Linked DNA regions of Mus musculus: all the other regions are linked to region 1. The links are chromatin contacts, called in public ChIA-PET, HiChIP or PLAC-seq and promoter capture Hi-C maps. All regions are on one chromosome and are shown on one strand. Each heading gives the region's core, a stretch centred on a gene start, on an enhancer-like site or on the middle of the called end of the contact. The rest is flanking DNA. Distances are from core to core; before and after follow the strand shown.

Region 1 (3,950 bases), core at 570-3,069:
GAGCAGGTGTACTGAGTAGGTGTACTGAGCAGGTGTACTGAGCAAGTGTACTGAGCAGGTGTACCGAGTAGGTGTACCGAGTAGATGTGCTGCCACAGCCCTATAACCCCAGCACCAGGAAGGTAGCCAGAAGACTGCCACAATTGGGAACCCACTGTAGTCTACGTAGAGCATTTTAAGCTAGAAATGATACATAGTGAAACCCTGTCTCAAAACAAATGAAAAACATGTATGTTGAAATGCTGGTGGTGAAGAATTGTGGCAAAATGCTTGCCTAGCATGAGCATGACCCATAAGCAAACAAACACCTCCGCCGCTGCCCCACCCCCCACCCTGGAAAAAAGAAAGAGAAGACAGAGGAGGGAACAAAGGCTGGGAGAAGGCTCAGTACAACACAACAGTGCTGATTGACAAACATGAGGGCCTGAGCTTAGACCTTAGCACACACTTCAAAACTATGGGCACCGCAAGCTCAGCTAAGTGCTCCTATTAGCTTAGCACTGGGGAAGGAAAGAGGGGGACAGGAGGAGAGGGGGAGAGGGTATAGGGGGAGAAGGGAGGAGGGGGACCGGGGGACAGGGAGAATGGGGAAGGGGAGAGGGAGAGGGAGTTCAGCAGTTAATTCGATGCTCTTGCAGAGCACCTAGGTTCAATTCCTAGCACTTACAAAGTGGCTCACAACTGTCTGTCAATCACTTCCAAGAGATCTGACATCCCCTTCTGGCCTCCTTGAACACGAGGCATGCTTGCGACCAAAATGCATACAGGTGAGCTAAACACACAAACACATAAAATAAAATAATAGGGTGGAAATCAATTAAGTAGACTCTGGTCTACACACACACACACACACACACACACACACGCAGACACTGCATGCACACCATGTAAAGGTATGATGGCCTAAACAACACCGGTAACAATTACTCTCATAGTGCTTACACCGTTAGGTATCAGAAGTAGTGGAGAGATGAGCCTGGGCACAGTGGCCTGGGACTGAAACCAACACTCAAAAGGCTTACGGGAGTGTGTATGTGTGTGTGTGGGGGGGGGGGGGGGATTCGGGGCCAACCTGGGCTACATCTTAAGTCCCTGTCTCAAACAAAACAAAAGTATGACACAGCTGGATGAAAAGGGTGCAGGGAGTAGACGGAAGGACAGGGACCCTCCAAGAAGCAGGCAGCAAGATACATCGCAGCGCTGTGGGAGCCCCTGAGCCGGTCTTTATAATCTTCCTCTCCCCTGGGTGAGCGAGCTGAGGTCTGGGCCTTGCCTGTAGGGTGAGAAGGTGAAGGCGCTGGGGTCTGGGCCTTGCCTGTAGGGTGAGAAGGTGAAGGCGCTGGGGTCTGGGCTTTGCCTGTTGGGTGAGATGGTGATCGCGCCTAGGCCTTGCCTATGGGGTGAGAAGGTGAAGGCGCTGGGGTCTGGGTCTTGCCTTTGGGGTGAGAAGGTGAAAGCGCTGGGGTCTGGGCCTTGCCTTTGGGGTGAGATGGTGAACGCGCTGGGGTCTGGGTCTTGCCTTTGGGGTGACAAGGTAAAGGCGCTGGGGTCTGGACCTTGCCTGTGGGGTGGGACTGACTGGAGCAAAGCAGCTGCTCATTCTGGCTCCACCTTACACAGGAAGTGGTTCTTCACCACACTGACCACATCCCCAGGTTGCCTTGGAAACACTCTGTGGGGGCAGGAAAAGTTGGGGCACAGTCGCCCAGCAACAGGTGGTAGCCTCCCTTCCGCCTTCTTCTGAGGCCAGCCCTCCAGGGCCTTTCAGATCGCTGCGCGCACACACACCCTCCCGGCATGCACTGGGAAGAAGGGCTCTGAAAACGGCGAAATCCAAGATTGAAGCAAGGTGACAGGTGAGGTGAGGGGTGCGGAAGCAACTGCAAATGGGGGACTGGTGGCAGAGATGTGGACAAATACCAACAAGGGAAGCAGACAGGCCAGTGATTGGGCAGAGCTGGGGAAGCTGGATAGGTGCCGGGCCACAGACCTGGTACAGCCAGATAGCACAACAGGGCCACCTCCAAGGAGAGCGGTTAGGTGGCTCAAAGAGTAGGTGCATATGGAAGGGAGGGGCCAGCAAGGGGTTTCTCTCTCATTCCAAGTCTCCTCACTTGAGACTGAGGCAAGACCTGAGAGCCCAGACCTTTGATCTGTCATCAGAGGTGGGGGGTGGGGCTGGAGGGGAAGTAAGGCCTGCGACTGTGCAGGGGAGCCTCAGCCAGCTCTGGCTTGTTCTCCGGCCTCTCCTGGTTTGCTCTTGACCTCTCTGGGACCCTTTGCTCCTCTCTAGTTTTGCCACCCATGCTCAATAAGCCAATTAGAAGAGCCGAATTAACAGTGGGTAGGGGTGGGGGTGGGAGCAGGAACGCAAGATGAGGGACAAAGAGATCCAGCACTCCCGACTCCCAATCTGTCTCTGAGGTTCTGAAGTAAAGTTACAGTTTAAAAAAAAGGCCAATGATGTGCAGTCCCAGTGACATGCAGTCTAAGCACTGTCTCATCCTGTGCCACGGTCAAGTTGTTAGAACCGTTGTTGAATCTCTTTCCAGGAAACGGGATATCCTCTGGTTGCTGTCCTTTCCTTCTCCCAGTGGAGACGTTCCTGACTGTTCTGAGTCCACACTGAGTCTCCCAGATGCCAGTGACGCCTCAGCAGCCCTCTGGGCACACGGAGGGGCTCCCTGAGCCTACAGCGGAGGCAGCAGTGTGGGTAGTAATCCCCTGTGGACCTTGTATTCCCATCATGCTGGGCCTGGCCTCTCTCACAGCCTTCTTCATCATAACTACTGCTGTACTGGCCGAACGCCTGTTCCGCCGCCCGCAACCAGACCCCAGCCAGCGTGCCCCCACCCTAGTCTGGCGCCCTGGAGGAGAACTGTGGATTGAGCCCACGAGCAGCGCCCGGGAGCGCTCTGAGGATTGGTACGGCTCCTCCATGCCTCTGCTGATGGACAGGGCTCCAGGTCCCCCAACACCCGGTGGCACCTTAGAGGGCAGAGCAACTGCTCCACCAGCCACTTCAGCCCCATACTCTTCCCTCAGTTCTCTAGTTCCTCAGACCCCACCAGAAGTCCCAGCCCAGAGCACCTTCTGGAGGCCTCAGACCCAAGAGGAGAGGCCCCATGACACAAGCCTGGTGAGCTGGGTTGGGTCTGAGCCCATGCCAGAGGCTGGCTTGCAGGTTGGGAGCCCCAGGCCTTGGAGGCCGAGGCAAGGGAGCCTGGAACCTGATTGGGGTCTCCAGCCTCGGGTCACCCTGGAGCAGATCTCAGCATTCTGGAAGAGGGAAGGCCGGACCAGCGTGGGCTTCTGAGTCTTCAGGACCTGTAAGACTAACTCCCACCTCAGAGGGACTACAGGGGTCAGCTCCAGCCTTAGGCCTGACCCTTGCGCTGGAAATTTTGTGTGGAAATTTCTGTCTTCTGCACCTGGCTGGTGGGCAGGCTAAGAGTGTGGACAGCCTGCACTCCAAGGCTTGCCTGAAGTTCAGCTTAGGTTAAAATGCCTAAGTCGTGACTCTGAGAATTGAAGGCAAGTCTAGCTGGCTACAGGCCAGAAGGCTTCAAGATGGCACGTCAGGGTACAAACTTACCTAAGACAGCCTATCCTGTATGGGATGCTGACCATCAGCCCAGAGCTGGTAGTTATGAGTGTCAGTCATGTGGTCTGGAGATGGCAAGAATCTTGCTCTCCAGAGCCACAAACCCTATCTGTGCCTGGCCACTCTCTCCCACCACTGTGAGGCCCTCCAGGAAAACACAGAGGACAAATCCAGGAGGTGTCTTTGATTCCGTACAAATAATGGCCTTGGCCACTAAACAGCAACATGGGATTTGATGGGCCACACTGGAGAGGCTGTCCTTGCCTGGAATTGGGACACAGAACCAAAACAGATCAGTAGGCTCCTCTGCCCCCTGACTTATGGCTGCACACATCCTACAGTACAG
Region 2 (3,950 bases), core at 394-2,893, 510 kb before region 1:
CCGTGAGCCTTCCATCACGTGCTTGAGGGTTGCTTCTTACTTCCGGGTCCTTTTTTCTCTTTTTCGCCTTTGGACTTCTCAAACTTCGGAGAATAAAAGAAGGAGAGTTCGAGAGAACGCTGGAAGCACTGATTTTGAATTGGAGTCGAAGGGAGCCACAAGTAGAGCCATGAAAAGCGGCGCTCTAGACGCCGACCAAATCTGCCAGTACTAGTCATGGCGCGGAAGGCTTCAGCTTCTTTCCTGCAGCTCTTACTTGCCTGAAACAATTATGGCTACTTTGCTGCGGATGTCCCACTACCCCACCCAACGTCCCAAGGACAAGTTCTGCTTGAGCGCAAAGGCGACCAGCCTCAAGTGTTATCTGTTGTCCTTACAGACCTATTGTAAAGACCTATAATAAGCATCTGGGAAGTAGCTGAGAGTAGATCGATTAAAAATAAACACCCACAAAACAGCATTCTATGAATTATCTGTGGCAATATTCACGATGTTACGGTTAAATCCCCTTTGCCTTACTATCCTAGAACAACAAATACCACGAAAGTTGTCCAACCCCTGGTTTTACAAGAGAAAACCAAGGTCCCTCCGCCCCACTGTGCAACAGAGGCTAGACTTTTAGCTGACTTCAGAGACTCAGCAGTAAGAAATAGAGCAAAGGTGCTAAGTTCACTGAGAAAGCTGCTATGGGTGTTTTTCCTGGTCTGTGATGTCAGCCGTTTGTCCTAATTGGAAGTTAGGAGAATGAGGCTGAGAGGATAGTTGGAATGTGTCACCTCACAGTTCCAAATAAGGAGTCCTTCCCTTACCTTCCACTCGATGGCAGGGCAGCATCTTGACCATTCTTCATCAAGCCTATTCCTCTGCTATGGATTCCAGCAGCCTCTGCCCACTTCTCCCGGGTCTTTTCAACCACCTGTCATTAAGATTTGCCGTTTGAAATATGCCCTCCTGTGGTGTTCTTCCTAGATCACTCAAACAGTGAGAAAAAGGATCCTCCTACCCAAACGAGTCTCTAGAAATTCTGCAGCCTCTGTCCTTAAGGAACTCACAGTAAGCTGTGAGGACACATGACCACAGTACAAGAATAACCATAGGTGAGGGTGTGGGCATTGAGCACCAATCCAGACCTTTCATCCCCAGAAAAATCTTAATGGCGTTGAAAATGGGAACCCAGAACTTCCAGTGGCCTTATCCTCACTTCTACAGCTTCTCCCCCAAATAAATCAGGAACCACAAACCCTAGCTTCCTCTCACTGAAGGCTGTGGCTTGGAGGAGGCGGAAATGGCTGAGGTGCGAATACAAGACCTGAGTCACTCAGGCTGCACTTGCCGAATGCCCCCTCCCCCATACCCAATTCTGAGGTCTCCTGTTTCCACTTTTTTTTTCCCTTTCCCCTTTCTGGCCCGATCCTCTGCCCTTTAGTTCCAGATGTGCACCCGAGTCTGAGTCACCTGGACACTGTTAAGCCATCCCCCTGCCTGTCATGAAGTCATCCATGAGCAGGGGGGAGGTGCACAGGGCCTGGGGTGGAGATTTGTCAGGGAGAGTCAGGGGAAGAGGAAGTGTCTTGGGTGCTGGGGAGGACTTCGTGGGTGGGGACGGATGGTCATTGTGAGCTTTCTGGACACACAGAGACCTGCAGGATGGATTTTCTCCGGCTTCGTCTCCCTGGGCTACATCAGGCTTTGAGGGGAGCACTGGTGAGAGGGGCAGAGAGATACCCGAAACTTCCACCATTCCTCGTAGTCTCACCTTTCCTCTCCCTTACAGCCTCTCCTGAAGCCTGAGCTCCCTTTCCTACAGTCAGCCAGACTCCTAGCCCAGTCCTTCCTGGGTTTCAATCTCCTGCCTCTACAAGTGTACCCACTTATTCAAGCTAGGCCTTGTCGGGGTCCCTTAGCAGACGTCCAGATCCCTGATTCTTACCTGGGCTTTGTTAACAGTGTACTCCTGGGGAAGTGGTTAGACCTCCCCTGAGTGCCTTCACTCTTCTTTCTTCTCTTCTAGGACTCCTTCAGTGCGTTTGTGTCCTACCTCGTAGGAGACACAGTCCCCACAGTAGAGAGGCAGACACAGGCAGCTGAGGAACTGGGAGAGGTGACTGAGGGGAAGGTTGTAGGAGAGGAAGCCCAGGAGGTACTGGAGGGACTTAGAAGTGGCCAGAGTGAGGGGGTAGAAGCACCCGAAGAGACTAGAAGATGCCAAGAAGGAAGTTTAGCTGGTGAACAGACCTGGGGGTGGAGAGCAGATAGCTCTGCAAGGCCCCAAGCAGAAAGGCAGGACACTGGGTCCTGGAAGGCAGCTGAGGATGCCAGGGGCCAGGAGCCAAGTGTCCCACTGAAGCCTGAGGCAGAGCCTGGGACTCACAGAGACAGGAGCAGTAATACAGCCCAGGAGATCTGGGAGCACGGTGAAGAGGAAGCAAGCAGTGGGGAGCCTCTGAGAACCTGTGAACAGAAGGAAGAAGAGGAGGAGGTGGTCAGAGCAGCAGAGTCAGGGATGGCCGAGGGGGTGGAGTCACAGCCAACCTGGCACAGCGAGCCTGGGGGGAATGCTGGCACTGAGGGGCAGCATGTGACAGAGGACAGCAAAGAGATAGACTGGGTGGCCAAAGACATGGTTGCAGAAATCGAATGGTTTGGTGCCAAAGGGATTGACAAGGAAGAGGAGAGGATGGTCCCAATGAGGGATGGTGAAAGGGCAAGGGCACAGGGGACACAATGCCCCGGGGCCGAGTCTGAGGACCAGGCCATGTTGAGTAGAGAGGCCTGGACAGTCTCAGACAGGGAGGGGGCTGATAGCCTAGGAGTTCAGGGAACAGAATACGGGTCAGACCCAGGAGACAACTTCCCAGGAACTACTGGGAGAGTCTGGGTCCTAGAAGAGGCTGACAAGGGAGACCAGCAGGATGAGGTCGACGAGAAGAGAGAGGCTGAAGTTAGGTTTCCGATCCAGACCCTGGAGGCTGAGAGAACTGGAGAGATGACTGAAGGCCACATAGCTGAAGAGGAGGCTATGGGAGAACAGGAAACAGAGGGCAGCTTTGAGGATGAGGAGAGGCAAGACTTAGCCATCAGGGATAATGGAGTGAGTCTAGAAGAAGAGGTACGGGCAGAAGAATCCTCCAGGGAGAAAAGGAACTCCTGGGCCACAGAGCCTACGCTAGTCCTAGACACGGAGGCTAAAGATGAACCTGACTGGGAAGACTCTCCAGAAGTCAGCACTGAGGAGTTGTTTGTGGGAGAGAGGAGTGAAGCCGCCCAGATGACACCAGAGGTATTGAGAGTAAAGGTCACTGAAGGACAGGACCCTGAGCTGGTGAGACATTCCCAGGCTTTAACTAAACAACTTGAGGAAGGACAGAAGGGTCAGGAAGAGACTAGTGGAGCTCCAGACCTGAGCCCAGAGCGGGTGCTAAGCTTGAAGGAATATCCTGGGCCTGTGGGGTTTGCAGGCCCTGAGCTAGAAGCCTGGGGAAACTGGAGTAGGGGTGTGGACCGCAGAAATAGCCAGGAGGTAAAAGCAGATGCTGAAGCAGGCAAGGAACAGACTGCAACCGAGCAGGCAGTGGAGATCCGGGCTGAAGGAGGCCAGGAGGCCCAACAGCCAGAGGTCTTCGGGTCAGGAGGAGAGGAGGCACTGACCTCCGTAGCACTTAACCCGGAGCTGGAGGGAAGCCAAGGAGCAGAGGCGGGGACAGAAGAGTCAGTGGAGGAATCCAAGCCCACAGAAAACGAGGCTGCTGAGGAGGAGGCTGTAGTGCCTTGGGAGGCAGATGGAACTTGCAGGAAGAGGAGGCTGGAGGAGGTGACTCTGAGCCTGCAAGACAGTGAGGACACAGAGACCAGTTATTTGGCTGAGGAGATTATTGTGGGTATCAGGGCCGTGGATACCGAGGAAGGGCCAAAATGGGAAGCTGGGTTGGCTCCAGAAACAGAGCTTGGGA
Region 3 (3,950 bases), core at 699-3,198, 470 kb before region 1:
TGCTGGGTGTGATGTCCTGTATCCATTGCTGGGTGTGGTGTCTGTGGTCTGGCCTTATCTGTGCAGAGGGAAAGCAGGCAACGAAAGGGACAGAGATCAGAGTTTGACTTCCACCTTTCCTACTCATATTTGCTATTACCTTAGAGAAGTACTTGACTCTATCTGCCTCAGTTTCCCTTTCCATAAACCAAACTTCCTCTCCATTGGAAAGGCTCCATGGGAACTCCCCCCACCTCTGGTTACCAGGGAGCTCAGTCAAATACGGGTCTCATATTATTTTAGATGTAGAATAAAAATAGTGTCACAACACTATTGTTTTGTTTTGTTTTGGTTTTGGTTTTTGTTTTTTGTATTTTGTTTTTTCGAGACAGGTTTCTCTGTATAGCCCTGGCTGTCCTGGAACTCACTTCTTAGACCAGGCTGTCCTTGAACTCAGAAATCCATCTGCCTCTGCCTCCCAAGTGCTGGGATTAAAGGCGTGTGCCACCACTGTCCGGCCAACACTATTTTTTTCATTTATTGATATGCCAATGTGTTTGCATGCATGTGCGCACATGCGTATTCTCGTGTGCTACTTTGAGCATATGGAAGTCGGTGGACATTGGGGGCACAGAGGTCCTTGTACTCAAGAGAAGCACTAAGAACCAGAAGTTTTAATCATGCCGTGTGTCTCCTCAATGCAGGAGATAAAGTCAAATACCTGCATTCCACTCAGAAATCTGAGAGTGGATTTTGTTAACAACCTGGTGAGCTTTTGGCTCTGTGTGGAGTCAGACCTCCCCAGCTTTTGCTATAGAAGCCGACCTCACTCAAGTTCTCCAGAATGATAATCCCAGACTCTCCCCTCCCTAGACCATTACCCACTCTTAGGAGAGATGTCACATCTGCCTGATGACCTCCATGCTATTGGTCAGAGACCACTCTAGATTCTAGGCCTTTAGCTCTAGAACCCACCCTCATGGAGTTTCAGTGTAGTCACACCTCAAGCTTTATTGTGCTCCTGGAATTGAACTGATGGACCTGACTGTTGCCTAGAAACCTCTTCCCAAATTGTACTGTGTTTTAAATATGCTGACAGTGAACCGCCTGGCGTTAGATGCCCTGAAATCTGATCCAAGCTGATGGAATTCGGTCTGAATGGGGTTTTCATTCTTATCACTTCCCTGCCTGGACATCTATCTGCAGGGCTCCCTGGGAACACAGCTTGCAGTTGGTTCTCTCCCCTTTCATCACTCGAGTCCCAGAGATCAAGCACAGGTTGTCCTGCTTGCCTGCAAGAGCCTCTACCTGCAGCGCCATCTCACCAGGACCAGCTTTTGGCTCCCCGCTTCCCGCTCGGCACACTTAGGCCCGGCTCTCCCGACTCACCTCCAGCTCCGTCTCAGCGCCAGGCTTTTTTCCTTTCAGAGTTCTGGAACTTGGTCAGCAGCTTCCTCTCATGCCCGCCAGGGCTAGGGCGGTTGGTATTGGCAGCAGCTTCTCTCTTGGTCCGACCTTTCCGACCTCCCCCGACTGGTGGAGCAGGAGGTAGAGGAGGTGTGTGAGGTTAGGACAGGCATATAAATGGCCAGAGTGGGGCGGTCACGTCTTCACGTCTGAAGCACTCTATCCTTGCTGTTTACTCAAGTATAGAATGAGAGATGCTCACTTGTGAGTTCTTGGGGCTAAGGGAGACAGAACTCAGTAGATGAGACTAGAAGGGGTTACTTGGGAGTTGGGAATAGATTAGCTAGGAAAGGTAAACCGGGGTACCCAGTGAGAAGCAGATGGGCTGACCAAGGAGCTACCACGAAAACCTTACCGACACAGGGATGGGCCAGGCTGTACTGATCATATTCATCCAGGATTCCATCTTCATCCTCTAGGTTTAGAGGTTGCTGGGAAGGGTTGGCTGTTGGTGGCAAGGTGGCCATTATGCCTAGTCTGCTCTCTCCAAAGTCTTGCCTGTGTCTCCTTGTCTGAATGTCTGCCCTCTCCCAGTTTCTCACCCTACTTATAACGCTGTCTCCTCCCTAAACCACGGGGTTGGCCCCCGCCCTCCAAGCCCTGTCTGATGCAATCTGGCCCTTTCCCAGAACTGGGCCCATAGACAGCAGTCCTGAGCAGAGAGGAGCACCCTCCCCTCCCTCCTCCCTCACAGGACTCACCCAAGCACAGCTGTGTTTTTCCACGTGGAAAGCTCTCGCCTCAGGGGCGGAGGAAGCAGACAGGATCTGGGCACAGTCTTTGGGATATTGGCCAGGGAGAGCAGAGGGCCTCAGATAGGCCAGTCCTTCCTATCATTTCAGCCTCTGCCACAAGCCCCTCCTGGGCCTGGGTCATAGTTAGACAGACAGACAGACAGACAGACAGACACACACACACACACACACACACACACACACACACACACTGTAGTCTGGTTCAGATTCAGGAGGTAGTGGCAGCATACATACTGAAAAGGGAGGGAGGAGGGACACTGACCCACTTCTTGCTTGGTCAGCAGTTCCTGTCACACCCAAGGCTTCTATTTTTGTGAAAAGTCCCCTTCAACAGAGTCCCCAGGGACTTCTTCCTCATGCAAGATGGAGGATAGCTAGCTGGTAGAGACAGCAAATACCCTGGATTCCACACTCTGATTCCTGATCCACCTCCCTCTACCTTTCTTTCTGACAGAATCCTTCTATGGAGCCCAGGTTAGCCCTTGAACTTGCAATTCTCTGGCCTCCTCATCCTAAATGCTGGGATCACAAGTCAGCTCAGATCCAGTGTTTCCTGCTGTGTGACCTTGGACACGTCACTTTCCCTCTCTGATTGCTTCAGGTTCCCCCTTTAACAGAGGATAACTCTATCTGGCTCTGTTGGTGAGAGGTTGCAGACTCATGAGGCCTGGAAAACCTTCACAAGCGGGAACAGTGTAAGGATTAGTCACAACTTCCCATGGGTTCCCATACAGTGCCCTTGCCTTGACCCTCCCCCCTCAAAAAAAAAAAGGGTGGAGAAAAGGAATTTAAAATAAAATATTGTGTGTTGGCAAGATGACTCAATGGGTAAAGTACTTGCCACCAAGCCTGACAACCTGAGTTTATCGGTTTCCAGGACCCATACAGTATGGGAGAGAAAAATGTCCCATAAATTGTCCTCTGACCCTCACATTCCTATCCATGTACACACACAATAAATACGTGTGACTTCTAAAATTTAAATAATATATTGAGGGCAGAATGAAATAAACAGGTATTTGTGCTTTGATACCCCCTGCCTTGTTTTTTAGGCAGTCTCACTGTTTTAGCTGTGGCTGGCTAAGAACTTGCTCTGTAGGCCAGATTTGAGTCTAGTGTTGAACTCAGAGATCAACCTGCCTTTGACTCCTGAGTGCCAGGTTTAAAGGTGTGCATCACCACACCCAGCCAGTATGAATCAAGTGTGAACTAATAGTAAGCTTTTTCAGTCCATACTAGCTTCCCTTGGGTTGTTTGATAAGAATTAGTATGAATTTTAAGTTCAAATAAAAAGCATGTGAAATGAAATTTTCTACTTTTTTTTTATTTTAAAAAAAGTTTTCATACAATGTATTCTGATCAAGGTTTCTTTTCTCCAACTCCTCCCAGACCCTCCCCATGCCCCCAAATTTTACTCTATAGGAAACGAACAGGTGAATCATCATTGTCACCGTCGTCGTCGTCAGAAATATGAATGAAAAAATTAAAAAGCAGAGGCCATGCGGCTCCTGGGTATGGTGGAGAAGGTTTAGTGTAGACATGAGGGAGAGCACAAGCAGAGCTATCTGCAAGAGTCCAGAGTGAACATGGCCAGCAGACTTAACAGGGCCTGTGGGAGACAGAGAGAGAAAGAGACAGGGGGAAGAGAAGAGAGGAGGGTCGACAGAGGAACCTTGGACCAAGTGGCCAAGAGGCAAAAAACAAACAAACAAAAAAACAAAAAAACCTGAGAACCCAGAGACCAAGAGG
Region 4 (3,950 bases), core at 638-3,137, 440 kb before region 1:
GCAAGACTACACTGAGAAACCCTGTCTTGATGCCCCCTGCCACTTGTAACAACAACAACAAGACACTGTTTCTCTGTGTGATAGCCTTGGCTGTCCTGGACTCGAGTTGTAGACCAGGCTGGCCTCAAAGTCATAGAAATCCACCTCTCCTTCCTGAGCACTGGAATCAAAGGCATGTGCCACCATGCCTGGCTAGCTTCTTTCCTTCCTTCCTTTTTCTTTCTTTCTCTCTTTCTTTCTTCCTAGACTAGTCTCACTGGTGTCTTGAACTCCCTATATAGAACAAGCTAGCCTCATTCATAGACATCTACCTGTCTCTGTCTTCTAAATGCCACTAGCTTTTCCATGTAGTCCAAGATCACCTTCCCAGAGAACGGTGCTACCTACAGTGGCTGGGCCTTCTGTATGAATTAACATGGTAACGTGGTAGTGCACTCCTATAATCCTATATAATCCATTAGACAATTCCCTATAGCTAGGTCTGTCTGGGAAATTCCTCAGTGAAGACTGCATTGTCCAGTGGCTCTAGGCCCTGTCAAGTTGTTAAAATTAACCAGGACAACTGACTAGACATACAGATTCAATGAAAGAAAATTATTTTTTCAAACTGTAAAAAGTATGTGTCTCCGTGTGGGTATGTGCACGTGAGTGCAGGTGCCAGAGGACAGCACATCAGTACCCTTGGGGCTGGAATTGCAGATCGTTATAAGCCACTACTGTAGGCACTGGGAACTGAACACGGGCTCTTTGCAAAAGCAGTACATGTTTTTGATTGCTCGGCATCTCCCCAGACTCATTCATATACATACACACACACACACACACACACACACACACATATATATATATATGTATACACACACACACACACACACACACACATATATATATATATATATATATATATATATATATATATATATATATATATATATACATTAATTTCTTTGCTAGTCTAGGGGCTAAAATAGTTTCAGTGTTAAAATGTAAGGTTTCCTAATAGAAAAATATCTGATAGCTTGTTGTATGCCAGGCACAGTGCTATGTACTGGGAATGTCTAATGATCTTGACCTTATAGCATTTGTAATTCTATCAGAGAATAACAATATGTAATTATAAACTTTAAAAGATTTTCAAAAATATTTTTATTCTATGTCCAGGCGTATGTATATGTGTATGTGCACCTGTGCAGTGCCCTCAGAGGCCAAAAGAGGGCATTAGATCCCTTGGAGCTGGAGTTACAGGCAGTCTGAGCCAGCTGACCCAAGTGCTGGCATTCTAATTCTGGTCTTCACGATTGAGCAGTACTTGCTCTTAACCACCAAACCATATTGATTTTTTTAGGTGTTATGTACGAAATATTAGGATAGTTAGGGTGGGAGCAGTCCCTAGGGACTGAGCCCGGGACCATGCTAAGCAAGTGTCCTACCACTGCACTAACTGGGCAGGCATCCACAGGGTAGGTATCCAAAGATGTAGCTAAATGTTTGCATGTCCAAATCTTTTATTTGCTGGGAAGATTCTGTAAAATACAAGTACTAAACCTAAAACTGCTTATTTGGAATTTAAAAATATTTTCAGATACATTTTAAATTCACGGCAAATTTCAGCTTAAAGTACAGAGTTCTCATCTGCGTCCTGGGGCCCTCCCTCCTCATCCCCAACAATCTGATGTGGTTTTGTTGTTGTTTTCTTCTGGTGCAGAGGATCCGCTCCCATCACCTTTCACATGCGAAGCGAGGCTTCACGCATGCTTTTCTGTTCCTTTGACTCTGATCTATTAAATCATGATTAAGTACATCAAAGCACAGGTGTCGAAGTAAGAACTACGTTTCCCAGAGTGCAATGCAGCACGTCACAGAGAAGTACCCGGCATGCGCAGAGGAGTCCTCCGCGCTCGACCGCGCTCATAAGAGAAACAGCGTGTGTGGTTCTTGACGCGCCGCGAACCTTCGAACGCAAGTGCGAGACTACCCTGTGAGGAAACGTTCCAGGGATTCGCCTGTTCCCGCCATCGCAGTTACCAGCGCGACGTGCTGTTTCTTCCTGTGCTCGGTAGGTGGGACGGGGCCATGGCAAGGTACCTCCAAGCAGCGCGGGAACGAAAGGCCAGCGTTCCTGCCCGGCGCCCGGCTCGCCGAGGCGGCGTCTGAGGAGACGCGCACGCGCCCTGGACGGGAAGGGGGCGGGGCTGTGGGAGCCGGCGCCCTGGGGCTTGCGCGTGCGCCCTACCTCTCTGAAGAGGTGGGAAGCGGCTGGAGCTGGCTAGTCTAGATGCCGGCAGCTGATGTGAGTCCCAGACATCAGCACATTTTACTACTTTCTCAAAAGCTTAGTTTTTGGTAGCCCAACCTGGCCGTGAGATCGCAGTCCTCCTCCCCCAATCCCGAGTGCTGAGATTACAGACTGCACATGCTCTAAAGGTGTCCATTTTCACAACAGTAACTTCATCCACTCTCCAGCTCACTCTTGTGTTGGCTGACACATGTATCCTAGGACGTCTGCGTCTACTCATCAGCACCTTCCCCTACCTGTCAATGTTCAGCTTTCTCTAGGGAGGCTTTGACTCATGCTGTTTCACAGAAACAGCTCTAACAAAGCCACCTTGACTTCTGGATTCCGAAGTTCAGTGATACAGGATTGGTAGCATCCTCTTTCATTGCCTCGGTTCTCCTCTAAAGAACTCCTGCTTCCATTGCTTCATCTTTAACGGTTGTACCATCAAAATACATAAACCCTTCTTCATCTTGCCTTTCTTTCTGTTCCCTCCTTGGACATTGTCTATTTCACACTTTAAATAAAAATAAAATTTATTTTGGTGCTCTCGTTTCTATCTTGTAAAAATATTTGGTGTGTGTGAAGGCAGGCATGTTCATTCCATGGCACTTTTGTGGAGGTCAATTGACAGCTTTCAGGAGTTCTCTCCTTCCATCATGTAGGCTTCTAGGATGGAACTCGGGGTATCAGGCTTGGCACAAGCACTTGAATCTGCTGAGCTATCTCACTGGCCCTCAAATTTACATCTTGTAGATCAGTATAATGTTGTGGTGTTAGAATCCACAGGGAAAGACCAAATCTTAGGCTCAATTCAAATTTAGATGAAATGGATTTCTTTTATTTATTACTGCTAGGCAGTAGGCAGTAATAGGCAGAAGGATGTCAGCCTTAAAGCCAAACAGCATGCCATGTGGTGTGGAGGGATCCAAAGGAAGGAAGGGGGCTGGAGAGATGGCTCAGCAGTTAAGAGCACTGACTGCTCTTCCAGAGGTCCTAAGTTCAATTCCCAGCAACCACATGGTGACTCACAACCATCTGTAATGGGATCTGATGCCCTCTTCTGGTGTGCATGAAGACAGTGACAGCGAAATAAATAAGTCTTTAAAAAAGTTAAAGGAAGGAAGGGTTATAAAGGTAGATAGCAACGGTGACTCTTACAATTAATTATCTATAGAATCCATAGCTGGGCCAGGTCATTGTTTTTCTCCCCATGTTGTTTCTCTTTCCCATTGTATAGTAATAAAACACTTCTTCATCCCAGTCCCACAGATAAGCAAGTTTACAAACGCAGAAAGCAGGAACACAATTATCTTATTCTTATCTTGCCTGCAGGGCAAAGATAAGAAGGCCCTGAAGGGTTGACTGCCTGGTACCATAAATCTCTCTGGCCATCACAGGGGAGTTATGTGTAAATTATTACACAGGTCTGAACGCTCTGGGAAAGTGTCACTAATTGACTGGGGTAGATAGAGCAGGTACACAGTACCATGAGGTTGGGGTTGGCTGTCACAGCCCCACAATTCTACCTTGAACTCAAGCTTGAGTTTTATGTTTATTTAGGTTTGTTTCTATGTTTTTATTATTTAAAAGTATTTTGCAAATATATGGAGAGTTGGGTCTCCTTAGCTCTAGCTGTCCTTAAACTCATTCTACGCTGGCCTGGAACTCACAG
Region 5 (3,950 bases), core at 743-3,242, 370 kb before region 1:
GGACCCAGGTAGACAATGGCTTGTGGAGCAACATGCCCAAGTTTTATTGTGACTACTGTGATACGTATCTTACCCACAATTCTCTGGCTGTGAGGAGGACAAACTGCAGTGGTCGGAAACACAAAGAGAATGTAAAAGACTGTTACCAGAAATGGATGGAAGAGCAGGCCCAGAGCCTGAATGACAAAACAACAGCTGCATTTCACAGAAAGATCCCTCCAGCTCCATTCTCTGTTCCTCCACCTGCAGGGGCCATGATCCCACCTCCCACCATGGGCCCTCCTCGGCCTGGCATGACGCCTGTGCCCCACATGGGAGGCCCTCCCATGATGCCAATGATGGACACTCCCCTTCTGCCTGGGATGGTGCCCGTGGGACCAGCTCCTGGGATGAGACTGCCCATGGGAGGCCACATGCCCATGATGCCTGGGCCTCCCATGATGAGACCTCCCGCCTGCCCTATGATGGTGCCCACATGGCCTGGCATGACCCGGCCAGACAGATAAGAGCAGAAGCGCTCTTGATGGTTTTGTATTTCTTGTTCTGTTTCACCAGGAGCTCTTGGTGCTGAGCCTGAGTGTGTACTAGATGCATGAAAAGGAAACGTCCCTTCCTAACAGGATATTTTTTGGAGGGAGAAGTAATACAAAAAAGTACAGTTTTCACTTATATTGTGAAATGTGAAAATAAAATCATCAGGTCTTTTAGTTAAAAAAAAAAAAAAGATACCTTTATATCTGTCTCTCTTCATATTCCCTCCCTCCCTCTTTCCTTCCCCATTCCATTGGAGTCTTCTGTTCTAGTCTCCTTCCCCATCCATTCATAACTATCTATTCTATTTCCCTTTCCTGGGGAGATCTATCTGTACACTCCAGTCCCTTACTCTATACCTAACTATTGTGGTATTATATAGATTGTGGCTCAGTTATCATTGACTTAACAGCTAATATTGACACGTAAGCTAATACATTACTTATTTGTCTTTCTGGGTCTACGTTATCTGACTCAGGGTGATTTTTTTTTTCCTAGTTCCTTCCATTTGCCTGCAAATTTCATTATTTCAGTTTTTAAATGGCTGAATAATATTCTGTTGTGTAAATGTACCACATTTTCTCATCCATTGATCTGTGACAGCCATCTAAGTTGTTTTCCAACTTCTGGCTATTATAAAGAGCAGCAATGAACATGGGTGAGCAAGTGTCTCTGAGGTAGAATGGAGCATCCTTTGGGTATATGCCCCATAGCCGAGCATATACAAACCACTACAGTGGTATAGCTGAGTCACGAGGTCTTCAAGTCTCATCTTCCTGAGAAACCACCACACTGATCTCTACAGTGGCTGGCAAGTTTGCACTCATACCAGCAATGGGTGATTGTTCCCCTAACTTCCCATCCTCGCCAGCATTTGTTTTTATTGATCTTAGCCAATCTGCTGGGTGTAAGATAAAACCACAAAGTAGTTTTGATTTACATTTCCCTGATGACTAAGGATGTTGAAAGGTTCTTTAAATGTTTCTCAGCCATGGAGTTTCCTCTTTTGAGAATTCTGTTTAGATCTGCACACCATTTTTAAATTGAGTTATTTGGGTTTTTTTTTTTTTTGTCTTGTTTTTGTTTTTGTTTCAATCCTAGGATGTTTATTACAAAGGTAAACTTTGATCCTCTAGTTGGACTTAAGAGTAAGATTTCTAGTATGGAGTGTGGGCACCAGGACCTCGGAACTTTTTGGATTTATGACCACTGTCAGGTATCTTTAGTCTCGTTCTTAGAGGTCTCATCCACGTACTTTTGGTAATAAGCCATCAGGGCTTTGGAGATGGGCTGTCAGATAGCATAAATTTGGGGCACATGACCACCACACTTCACATGAACCCGGACATCCACACCAGCAAATCTCTCTTTGCCCAGAAGCAGAACTGCCTCAGTACCTTGTCCTGCAGCACGCACAGCTTGATCATCTCCAGGGGACGTCTGTCCACCCATTTCCCCATTTGCAGTGTGCCACAGCTGTGCCTATCTTCTTGTGACCGAAGACCTACACAGACTGCAGCTGATCCTGAGACTGTGAGCAGCAAGGATGGACATGAGCTGGTGCAATCTGAGAAGGGTTTCCTCAATACCTTGGTTTTTTAGGTTCCTTATATATTTTGGATATTAGCCTTCTATTGAATATAGAGTTGGTAAAAAAAAAGAATTTTTCCCATTCTGTAGCCTGCTGCTTTGTCTAAATGACACTGTCCTTTGCTGTGCAGAAGGTGCTCAGTTTAATGAGGTACATTAGTGATCTTAATGCTGAAAATTGCCCTTTGAAGATCTGCGAAGAATTGTGTTGAGATTGTGAAGGGGACTGCATTGACTCTGCAGATTGCTTTCGGCAAGATGGTCATTTTTTGGACTGGTGAGATGGCTCAGTGGGTAAGAGCACCCAACTGCTCTTCTGAAGGTCTGGAGTTCAAATCCCAGCAACCACATGGTGGCTCACAACCATCCGTAAGGAGATCTGACTCCCTCTTCTGGAGTGTCTGAAGACAGCTACAGTGTACTTACATATAAATAAATAAATAAATCTTAAAAAAAAAAAAAGATGGTCATTTTTACTATATTAATCCTACCTATCCATGAACGTGGGAGATCTTCCCCATCTTCTGACATCTTCTTCAGTTTCTTTCTACAGCGTCTTAGGGTTTTTCTCGCATGAGTCATGCACTTGCCTGGTTAGAGTTACCCCACGATATTTTCTATCACTAGAGGCTCTTGTGAATGGCGTTGTCTCTCTCTGTCTACTTGTTGTGTGTACACAGGATGGCTACTGAGTTTTGTGAGTTCATTTTGTATCCAGCTAGTTTGCTGGAAGTGTTTATCAGCTATAGGAGTTTCCCAGTATCTGAGCATGTGGTCAGTTTTGGAGAAAGTTCTGTCAGGTGCGGAGAAGATATATTCTTTTGTTTTTTGTGGGAAATGTTCTGTAAATATGTTAGGTCCAATTGGTTTAGAAGGTCAGTTAGCAACAGCATTTCTGTTGAGTTTTTGTCTAGATGACCTGTGTACTGGTGGGAGCGGTAACTAAAGTCTTGCAGTATTGGTGTATGAGAGTCAATATGTGACTTAAGATATAGTAGTGAGTTTTTGGGGGTTGGTTGGTTTGGTTTGAAGTGGGGTGCCCTTGAGCTTGGTCCATAGATGTTGAAAACTGGAATGTCCTCTTAGTGGATTTTTCCTTTGATGGGTGTGTAGTATCCTCCCCTTCTGAATAGTGTGGTTTAAAGTCTGTCTTGTCAGATATTAAAATGGCTACATAAGCTTGTTTGTTGATTCCTGTTATTTTGTTATTCTTGTAGTGGTAGTAGTGATGTGTGTGTGTGTGTTTCCTCTCTTTTGATTTGCTGGTCTGAGATTATTCTTTTGTTTTCCTGAGTGTGGTTAATCTTTATAGGTTGGAGTTTTGCTCTAGAGCCTTCTGTAGGACTGGATTTGTAGATAGCTATTGCTTAAATTTGGTTTTATCATGGAATGTCTTATTTTCTCCATCTTTTGTGATTGAATGTTTTACTGGGTATCATATTCTGGGCTGGCATCTATGGTCTCTTAGAGTTTGTAAACATCTATCCAAAGTCCTTCTGGCTTTTACAGTCTCCTTTGAGAAGTCAGGTTTGTTGTTATTGTTGTTCTTTCAGGACAGGGTTTTACTGTGTAGCCTTGGATGTCCTGGAACTTACTTTGTATACGGGCCTATAACTCAGAGATCCACCTGCCTCTGACTCCTGAGTGCTGGGATTAAAGTTGTGTGCCATCACTGCCAGGTAAAGGTCAGGTGTTATTCTAAAATGTCTGCCTTTATATGTTACTCAGTCTTTTTCCCTTGTAGGGTTTAATATTCCTTCTTTGTTCTGTACAGTTAATTATTATGTGCTGAGGGGATTTTCCTTTCTGGTACTGTCTGTTTGGTGTTC
Region 6 (3,950 bases), core at 614-3,113, 330 kb after region 1:
GTGGTTAGGAGCACTTGCTGTCCTTCCACAGGGCCTGAGTTTACTTCCCCAAACCCACATGGGGCAGCTTACAACCACTGTAACTTCAGCATCAGGGACGCTCATGACTCCGGTCTCCCTGGGCAGCTGCACTTATGGAGACCCATACACTGACACAGAATGAAAAATAATAAAGATAAATCTTAGGAAAAAAGTTTCAGTAAAACCTAACACGTCTGCACTGACCACTCTAGCTGTTACCCAGGCAGCACCAAAGCATAGCCCGGTGGCTAACACGGAGTTGTTGAAAGTCAGTTAAAATCCCCTTCCTCCTGTGTCAAATGGGAAAAAGTAACGGTCCCCTGACTTCCAGGATTGTTGGATTAAATACATACATGCTTATTGGTCACTTAGTAAATGCTCAATAAACAGTATTTACTGGTGTATTTTGTAGTTGGTTTTGGTGCAGCGGTTCTTTGATAGATGAGGCACCATATTTGCTTCAGGGTTCTTCCACTCAGGGTAGAGATGGGAGACGAGCCAAGCTGTCATTATCCAGGCAGACACTTTTCTTGTGTACCACTTTGCCTTGTTCAAGAACTATGATAGGCAGACAAGTTCTATTTTTAGGGGCATTTTAGGGATTTTTGGAGGGTAGGGGTGGTGAGCTGAGACAAGGTCTCACAGTATGTTGTCTCAATTGGCCTCAAATCCCCCTGCCTCTGTCCCCCCGGGGTACTGAGATTAAAGGTGTGTGCCACAATGACCAGCCTTAGTTAGTTTTAAAAAGGGGAAATGAGTGTTATTTTAACAAACATCTGGAAACATAAACATTCTTTGAGTTCTAGATTCTCCTACTCTGTTTTTTTTTTTAAGATGTATTTATTTGTTTTTATATACATTGGTGTTTTGCCTACATTTGGTTCTGTGTGAGGGTGTCAGGTCCCCTGGAACTGGAGTTACAGACAGCTGTAAGCTGCCGTGTGGGTGCTGGGAATTGAACGCTGGTACTTAGGAAGAACAGTAGGTGCTCTTGACTCATGGGCCATCTCTCCAGCCCCCCTACTGTTTTTAATAGGACAGCTCTCCTGAATTTCCAAAACTCTGGAGTAGATAGGCTTTCTTTTCTTTAGTATCTGAACATGTAGGCTCTAATCTGTAGGGATGCTGGAATGGGGAATCTGAAAGAAAGGTTTACTAGAGAAGAAACCCCCGGACAAACAAGGTTTCAGGAGGACTTGGGACAATCCCTCACCTCTCGGAGCTCCTCCCAGGCTTTCCCCCTCCTCAGGATCCTGGGCGGCGGGGCTCCAAGCCTCACTCCCCTGTTCCATCCAAGAGATGAGGGCTGGTTTGGGGCCCGGGAACCCTGAGAGAGAACAGGGGTCACAGTGCTGGCCTGAGAGGCTGGCCGGGGCAGATAGCATCCCACTAGGGTGAGGGCACCTCCTCGGAACTTATGCACACATTAACCTGGACAGGGTTTGCGATGCTCTTGCCTGAATGGAGACTCCCGAGGAAGCCCTGAGAATGGAAGGTGACTGATGCTGCTGGTGGAAAAGTGCGGGATGAGGGCTCATAATCCACTTGATCGGTCTACTGCAACTCCCCGGTGAACCCCCAGGAGGATGGGGGCGGGGCTCTGACTCGGGGCCTCACCGAGCGCGCCCAGGAGGCCGTAGGTCTCGCGCATCACCTCCCGATACAGGGTTCTCTGCGCGGGCCGCAGACACCCCCACTCCTGCGGGGAGAAGTACACGGCCACGTCCGCGAAGCTCACAAGCTCAGGCTTCCTGAAACCGGGCCAGATCTCCCCAGGCATCGGAACCAGCAGTGAGGCCGGGGGTGGCGCCATCGGGGATCCTGCCCAGGCAGCGGCTTGGCTGCCCTAGCCTTCCGCTTCCGGCCTCCGCAACCGCGGGAAACCACGCCCTTGGCACGCCCCTTGGTCACAGTTGCTAGCAACGCGTGCGGAACGAACGCGGCAGCCTTACTGGCCGCAAGGGAATGCAGAGCAATAGTGTTTACTCCACAGCTGCTCACACAAAGACACGAAGGTGTGAAGGGAACCGAAAGATGTCTTCAGAAAACATGGAGACCGCCTAGCTTCAGTTGTCATTGACGGCACTGAGGTGCCCTTTCTGCAGCTTAACAAACTTCGGACTTCCACTGCCCGCGGCGCCCCATTTGCCCTTAAATACAATGACCGCTTCAGGAATGTTGGTGTTCGTTTCTATGTGTAGGAAAGAGAGACCTTCAAAAAATACCCGCTACCTGCTGCCTCATGGACCTCTGTGCGCAATTACAACGGCTGATGATTGGCTGTAACGGCAAGGAGCAGCAGTGTTGCAATTGGCTTCGGAATGGCGGGACATCTGAAACTGTTCTGAGGACCTGGGCATCCCTGGTGCCTGAGATAGTGTCTCCCCAGTCTCCCAGTGTGCGTCCTGCTGATGTAACTGGAATCTGATGGTTAGCCTCTAGAACCTGGCAAAGCCTGAGTATTGCATTTCAGAAACTCAGTTCGTGTCTTCAGAGAAGTTGACAGAATACTTGAACCGGTGGTTCTGCTCGCTTAGTCTGTATATTTAAGTTACAGGCTAAGGGGTGTGCTTAGTGTGTTTCTGCTCGGATGAAAGCATATTCTGGGACGTGGAAGCCCAGGAACCACACAGCCCAGAGGTGGGACAGTCTCCTAAGGGAAGGGTATTCTGAGACATGGGGGCTCAGGAACCACAAGCTGGAGGGTCCAATGTGTGGAGGGATGAATCCAGAGAAAGCTGCCCTCTGCTCCTTGGAGCAGACAATAGGGAAGTGAACAGAGGGCAGACCTTATATAGGACTTCTTAGGGGGTAGAGCTTTTCAGGGCAGAGAGTAAAGATTGGTGGGATTTCAAATCCTGATCTTGGGGAGCTCAGGGCTTGGTGTTTTTTTTTGTTTTGTTTTGTTTTGTTTTGTTTTTCCCTGTTCAAGTGTTGGTGGGTTTTCATGCTCAGAGAGAAGTGGGGTTTTGTTGTTGTTGTTGTTGTTGTTGTTTTTCCTACTCAGGGATTGGTGGCTTTTTTCCACCACCCCCTTTTCCTGCATTGGGCCCATGGCTACAGATGGCTTTGATTGAGGTAGCATCTCTGTGGAGCTGTGTGGGGAGGCTAGAGAGGGGGTGGACAGCTCCTGCAGTGGTGTTCAATTCACCAAGGCTGTAGGCTGAGGCAGGAAAGGTGTCACCCACCGCTCCTGTGGGACAACTCCTGCTGAGATGGGAAAAGAGATGTGCCACCGTGGACAGCTTCCATGAAGGCTGCAGGCTGAGAAGGTAGAGAGGTGTGGCCTTTCTGACATGAGCCACCATTTTGACAGCTCCTGTCGGATCATTTTACAGCAGCCGTAGGGTGGAGGGAGAAGGAGGGGTCAGCCACAGCTTTGACGGATTTTGAGGTTGGAACTGGAATGAGAGAAAGTTTTAAATTGCATTGTAATTTTTTGCCAAGTTTATTAATATGTAGGTGGAGCCAGCAGTGGAGGGCTTGTGTAAGCCCAGCACTCAGAAGACCCAGGTGGGAAGAGTTGTAGGCCAGTCTGGGTTACAGAATGAGGCTGGGTCAGAAAGAAAATATATTAATTTAACCCCATTTTTTAGAAAAAAATAAATAAATTGAGTTTTAGCATATATGTAGCATATCTATATCTATCTATAGATATAGATGGGTTTTTTCTTTGTTCTCTTTATTCATTGCTTTGTGTGAGTTCTTTATGGGTTCTTCTGTCTCCTTACAATATCTTCTCTATGTGACTTCACACAGCTTCTCCTGGCTCATCTGTCACCAACTGTCTTCTCACTCTGCTAGCCCAATTTACCTTCACTCCACTCAATCTCTTCTCTACCCCTACTCTGAAGAGAGAATCTCTTATAAGCATCACCTGTCGATAAAAAAGCCAATGGCCAATGAGCTGAGGAAGGGAATAGGAGGTG
Region 7 (3,950 bases), core at 972-3,471, 330 kb before region 1:
TCACACATACGCACTTACAACACAGACACACAAACATTAAATAACAGAACACATTTTAAACATGCTTAACATTGGTCTGCCAGGCACTGGAGGTACAATAATGAACATGATATGATCCCTAGCCATCCATCTGCAGGGACCAGACGGAACCTAGAAGCAAAGGAGTGATTTTTATTTTATTTATGCACTTAGAGACAGGATCCTGGGGCCGGATAGATGGCTCAGTGACTAAGAGGCTGTTCTTCCAGAGACCCTGAGTTCAGTTCCCAGCAACTACATTCTGACTTACAGTCATCTATGATGGCATCCAATGCCCTCTTCCGATGACAGAGCAGTCATATACATAAAATACATAAACAAGCCTTTAGAGACAGGAGCTCACTGTACAGCCCAGGCTATCCTCAAACTGACAGTCATCCTACCTTGGTCTTCCAAGTGATCACAGGGTTCTGGTTGTTTTTGTCAAATCTAATTATTTTATTAAGTAAATAATGTGTAGAGGTACCTGAGTGCAGCATGTGTATGCAGGAGCCCTCGAAGGTCAGAAGAAGATGCTGAATGCCCTGGAGCTACATGCTTGTGAGCTGCCACGTGGATGCTGGGAACTGAACCTAGAGTCTCTGCTGAAGCAGTAAGTGCTCTTATCCCTGAGCCATCTTTCCAGATTGTCAAATCCAAACTTAAAAATGACATCCTTAGTGCTGGAGAGATGTGTTAACCTTGAAGAACACATACCGCTCTTCCAGAGGACCCAAGTTTGATTCCTGGCACCTATATCAGGTGGCTCACAACCTCTTAGAACTCTAGTTGCAGAAGGTCTGATTCCTCCGGCCTTGGTGGGCACCTGCACTCATGTGCACATACCTGTAGGCAGACATGCACGTAATTTTTAAATTCTATTTTATTTATTTTGTGTGTGAATATGTGTCTGTCCACATTCATGCTATAGCATGCTTGTGTTGGTTGGAGGAAAACCTGCAGGAGCTAATTCTCTACTTCCATTGTGAAGGTCCCAGAGATCCAACTCAGATCTTTGGGCTTGCTTGGCAAGCATCTTTACCTACCCAACCATCTTACCAGCCCAGCGTGGGGGGAGGGGGGGACAGAAAGACAGAGACAGACAGAGACAGAGAAAAGGTGACAGTGAATTTAAATTGATTTAGTTACCTTTGTCCACAGCTACCACCCTTTCCCTCCTTCTCCCGTGAAGTGAGCTGGGTTGCACGTCCTCTGGGCAATCAGGCAGAGGATTTGTACGACACTGGGGCCTCAGCACACACCTGAGCCCCCCTGCAGGCCTGTGTCTTCACACTGGAGTCAGGACCGACTTCACAGCTTCACAGTGCTGCCTGCCGTCCACCACCCTCCAGATTGCTTCCTCATTATAAAACGTAAGATATACTCCCTCAGCAACTCAGGGTGGCCCACTCCTACCAAGTCTGACAGCCTGAATTGGACACCTGGGACCCACATGGTGGAAGGAATCAGATGTCCTCTGACCTCCACACAGGCTCTGTGACATACTTACGCTCCAACACACAAAATTAATAAATGTGGCAAATAAACGAATAAGAAATTATGGAAGCTGGGCATGGTGATACATACAGCTTCTAACTAATCCTAGCACTGGCGAGTTAGTATGTTGAGGCCAGCCTGGTTACCTAGTCTACATAGTGAGTTCTGGAACAGCCAGTTCCATGTCAAGAGACCCTCTTAAAAAAGAAAGAGAGAGAGAAAAGAAAGGATGGAGATGTGGCTCAGTGGTAGGATGCTTGCCTAGTAGCATCCTGAATCTGTATGATGGCTCAGGCCTAAAGGCAGGAGGATGTGTTCAAGGCCAACCTCCACCACATAGAGAGCCTTTGGGGCTAGCCTGGATTACCACTATCTGTTTAAATGAAACAAAGATGTGAGGCAGGTCTTCAAAGGTTAACTGTAAGCCGGGTGGGTTCCCTTAGCATTACTGAGGGCCACTGGCCCCTGGGGCTGCAGAACTCTCTTGGCAGACTAAAGTACCCTAGTGGCCAAGGCAGGGAAGGAACAGCGTAACTAGGCGGGAAAGCCGGGTGCGCGCCCAGGAGACCATGTGACGTCTCGGGCCCGCGCAGGCTCGCCCGGCAGGCGCGGGGGCGGGACGCGCGGGGGCGGGGGCGGAGCCTGGCGCGCGGCCCCGCGGTGACAGGGCGGTAGGGAGGGGCGGGGCCGCGGGCGGGGCAGCGGGGGGAGGCGGGAGGAGTGGAGATGGCGGCGGCGGCGGCGGCTCCGGGGGGCGGGGGCGGGGAGCCCAGGGGAACTGCTGGGGTCGTCCCGGTGGTCCCCGGGGAGGTGGAGGTGGTGAAGGGGCAGCCATTCGATGTGGGCCCACGCTACACGCAGCTGCAGTACATCGGCGAGGGCGCGTACGGCATGGTCAGGTGAGGGGGCGTCCCGGGAGGGGGCTTCGGAGCAGGGACAGCAGGTGTGTGCTCGGGACATGGGGGGCTCAGGGAGTGTCGCAGGGGAAGTATCGTGCAGTGACTTCTGGAGGACTAGGCGCTACTTTCTCCAGGGAGGGGGGTTGGAGGCTTTGAAGCCACCTTGTATTGTTAAGGGAGGGGCACCTGGGGGACCCTAGAGATAAAGGTGGAGCTAAGAGGATGAAGGGGGAGTGAGGGACCCACGAGCAGGTAGTGGGAGCCTTGGTTCCCCCCTGATGAGGCTGTGACAGAGAGTTTGAGAGAGGAGAGCAAAGCTCAGGGTGGGGCAAACCTTTGCACCTCTGCCCCTGGCAAGGCTAGGGGCCCAAAGTAGGGAAGGGTCTCTAGAATGTGCCTTATTTTGTGGTATACGGGTTTGTGAGTTCTCGCTGCCCCACTGTGTGCTCTGCTCTGGGCCTTTGTTCCTATGGGAGCAGCTCTGACCCAGGAACCGCACAGGGAGACCTGCCTGCCCCTCCTTATCTCTTCTCTCCTGTCCCATTACTGAATCCTCTAGGCTTCATCTACTTTCTCCATTTAACTCCTATCCCCTGGACCTGTCTGGGATTGAGAGAGTCCAGCTTGGGAAAGGGGAGGAGGGTGAGGGCAACTAGAATGTAAGAGGGTCCAGGAGAAAGGAAGTCGGTGAGTGGCCACTCTCTTCCTCTGTTTGTGAAGTCACTGAAAGGCTGCCTGGCTGATACCCAGCTTTCCCCTGGAGATCCCAGGCCTTCACAGCAGGAAGGAGCCAGCATTGTTTACATTTGGCCAGAACCCTCTCCTCCTCTCTCCAGTCCCTGCCAAGACCTGGGTGGGGCCAACAGGCCTGGATTCCCCCTTTGTAAGGCCACATCTCTCTGGCCCTCTCAGCTCAGCTTATGACCACGTGCGCAAGACCAGAGTGGCCATCAAGAAGATCAGCCCCTTTGAGCATCAAACCTACTGTCAGCGCACGCTGAGGGAGATCCAGATCTTGCTGCGATTCCGCCATGAGAATGTTATAGGCATCCGAGACATCCTCAGAGCGCCCACCCTGGAAGCCATGAGAGATGTGTATCCTTCACCTTAGCCACAGCCCCAGAGTAAAGCTAGGGAGCTTGGCTCTGTTGTCTGTGGTCATCTTTTGTACTACCCTCCAAAAAAAAAAAACCCCAGCAAAGTAACTTTTTAGCAGAGAGTCTACAGAGCATGAGAGCACACTGGCAGGCCTTGGATCCTGGTCTGTCGCAGCCAAGTGGAGTGGCCTTGAACACATCCCTTTCTGCTCTGTGCCCCAGTATGGTGTGTGGGGAGGGAGAATGCTGTGGAAAAAACGATCTCTATGGGAGCTTTGTCTTCTGACATCTGCAGGTCTGTGACATGACCCAGTCTCTGCCCACAGCCTGTTCTTGCTCAACAGACTCACGATTCTTTCTTTAGAGACCTCACACTGGATGGAAAGCAAAGAAGAAAACCGGTATTGGGCAGGCCTAGTGCTTTGGTTCTAATTCAACC

What was found. Promoter capture Hi-C pulls out the DNA fragments that hold promoters and counts their contacts. ChIA-PET counts read pairs in DNA pulled down with a chosen protein or histone mark. HiChIP or PLAC-seq counts read pairs in DNA pulled down with a chosen protein or histone mark.
Region 2: an H3K27ac HiChIP or PLAC-seq map of embryonic stem cells shows a contact between it and region 1, with 3 times the contacts expected there. The contact joins the promoter of Apobr here to the promoter of AI467606 in region 1. A contact is called at or near these places in 12 of 39 promoter capture datasets (the 3T3-L1 cell line, the C10 cell line, cranial neural crest and 7 more), 11 of 484 Hi-C or Micro-C datasets (cerebral cortex, cortical neurons, embryonic stem cells and 1 more), 8 of 115 datasets of contacts at active chromatin or transcription factors (embryonic midbrain, embryonic stem cells, large pre-B cells and 2 more) and 3 of 9 other capture datasets (embryonic stem cells, liver and pancreatic islet).
Region 3: a promoter capture Hi-C map of hippocampal neurons shows a contact between it and region 1, with 4 times the contacts expected there. The contact joins the promoter of Nupr1 here to the promoter of AI467606 in region 1. A contact is called at or near these places in 7 of 39 promoter capture datasets (cranial neural crest, embryonic stem cells, hippocampal neurons and 3 more), 1 of 484 Hi-C or Micro-C datasets (liver) and 4 of 115 datasets of contacts at active chromatin or transcription factors (embryonic stem cells and pancreatic cancer cells).
Region 4: a contact with region 1 is called in an RNA polymerase II ChIA-PET map of memory CD8 T cells, with 49 read pairs. The contact joins the promoter of Sgf29 here to the promoter of AI467606 in region 1. A contact is called at or near these places in 8 of 39 promoter capture datasets (cranial neural crest, embryonic stem cells, hippocampal neurons and 3 more), 1 of 15 datasets of contacts at CTCF or cohesin (embryonic stem cells), 20 of 484 Hi-C or Micro-C datasets (the G1E-ER4 cell line, the N1E-115 cell line, the STO cell line and 11 more), 10 of 115 datasets of contacts at active chromatin or transcription factors (embryonic stem cells, large pre-B cells, memory CD8 T cells and 2 more) and 2 of 9 other capture datasets (liver and macrophages).
Region 5: an H3K4me3 HiChIP or PLAC-seq map of bone marrow-derived macrophages shows a contact between it and region 1, with 3 times the contacts expected there. The contact joins the enhancer-like site here to the promoter of AI467606 in region 1. A contact is called at or near these places in 3 of 39 promoter capture datasets (cranial neural crest, embryonic stem cells and maxillary cranial neural crest), 1 of 15 datasets of contacts at CTCF or cohesin (CD8 T cells), 1 of 484 Hi-C or Micro-C datasets (liver), 3 of 115 datasets of contacts at active chromatin or transcription factors (bone marrow-derived macrophages, embryonic stem cells and pancreatic cancer cells) and 1 of 9 other capture datasets (pancreatic islet).
Region 6: a contact with region 1 is called in an RNA polymerase II ChIA-PET map of memory CD8 T cells, with 424 read pairs. The contact joins the promoter of Zfp688 here to the promoter of AI467606 in region 1. A contact is called at or near these places in 1 of 39 promoter capture datasets (liver), 2 of 115 datasets of contacts at active chromatin or transcription factors (memory CD8 T cells and pancreatic cancer cells) and 1 of 9 other capture datasets (liver).
Region 7: a promoter capture Hi-C map of neural stem cells shows a contact between it and region 1. The contact joins the promoter of Mapk3 here to the promoter of AI467606 in region 1. A contact is called at or near these places in 7 of 39 promoter capture datasets (the 3T3-L1 cell line, embryonic stem cells, erythroid cells and 4 more), 1 of 15 datasets of contacts at CTCF or cohesin (embryonic stem cells), 15 of 484 Hi-C or Micro-C datasets (3T3-L1-derived adipocytes, the G1E-ER4 cell line, LSK cells and 9 more), 20 of 115 datasets of contacts at active chromatin or transcription factors (the 230-238 cell line, the HPC-7 cell line, the SCID.adh cell line and 13 more) and 5 of 9 other capture datasets (adipose tissue, embryonic stem cells, embryonic tail and 2 more).

The regions. Positions count from the first base shown.
Region 1 is chr7:127,089,617-127,093,566 of GRCm38.p6, forward strand. It overlaps AI467606 (expressed sequence AI467606), which reads left to right and starts at 1,820. Exons shown (of 2, transcript NM_178901.3): 1 at 1,820-1,856; 2 at 2,553-3,950. The coding sequence starts at 2,639. The coding sequence ends at 3,316.
Region 2 is chr7:126,583,365-126,587,314 of GRCm38.p6, forward strand. It overlaps Apobr (apolipoprotein B receptor), which reads left to right and starts at 1,644. Exons shown (of 4, transcript NM_138310.1): 1 at 1,644-1,704; 2 at 2,012-3,950. The coding sequence starts at 1,648. Cln3 (ceroid lipofuscinosis, neuronal 3, juvenile (Batten, Spielmeyer-Vogt disease)) reads right to left here and starts at 2,453. Exons shown (of 18, transcript NM_001146311.2): 1 at 1,931-2,453; 2 at 810-916; 3 at 1-83.
Region 3 is chr7:126,623,522-126,627,471 of GRCm38.p6, forward strand. Nupr1 (nuclear protein transcription regulator 1) reads right to left here and starts at 1,949. Exons shown (of 3, transcript NM_019738.1): 1 at 1,802-1,949; 2 at 1,369-1,512; 3 at 1-58. The coding sequence starts at 1,913. The coding sequence ends at 1,382. All of the region lies in intron 1 of Gm39087 (a long non-coding RNA gene), which reads left to right.
Region 4 is chr7:126,647,422-126,651,371 of GRCm38.p6, forward strand. It overlaps Sgf29 (SAGA complex associated factor 29), which reads left to right and starts at 1,888. Exons shown (of 10, transcript NM_029339.3): 1 at 1,888-2,056.
Region 5 is chr7:126,723,904-126,727,853 of GRCm38.p6, forward strand. It overlaps the pseudogene Snrp1c-ps1. Among named protein-coding and RNA genes, the nearest start is that of Coro1a, 21 kb to the left of the region's middle. Within about 2 kb of position 1,993, at least 23 of the 459 cell types and tissues checked have an H3K27ac peak or open chromatin away from gene starts, as enhancers often do. A contact at or near this core is called in bone marrow-derived macrophages, where this site is marked.
Region 6 is chr7:127,420,171-127,424,120 of GRCm38.p6, forward strand. Zfp688 (zinc finger protein 688) reads right to left here and starts at 1,864. Exons shown (of 3, transcript NM_026999.4): 1 at 1,639-1,864; 2 at 1,235-1,348. The coding sequence starts at 1,834.
Region 7 is chr7:126,757,405-126,761,354 of GRCm38.p6, forward strand. Mapk3 (mitogen-activated protein kinase 3) reads left to right here and starts at 2,222. Exons shown (of 9, transcript NM_011952.2): 1 at 2,222-2,414; 2 at 3,327-3,509. The coding sequence starts at 2,242.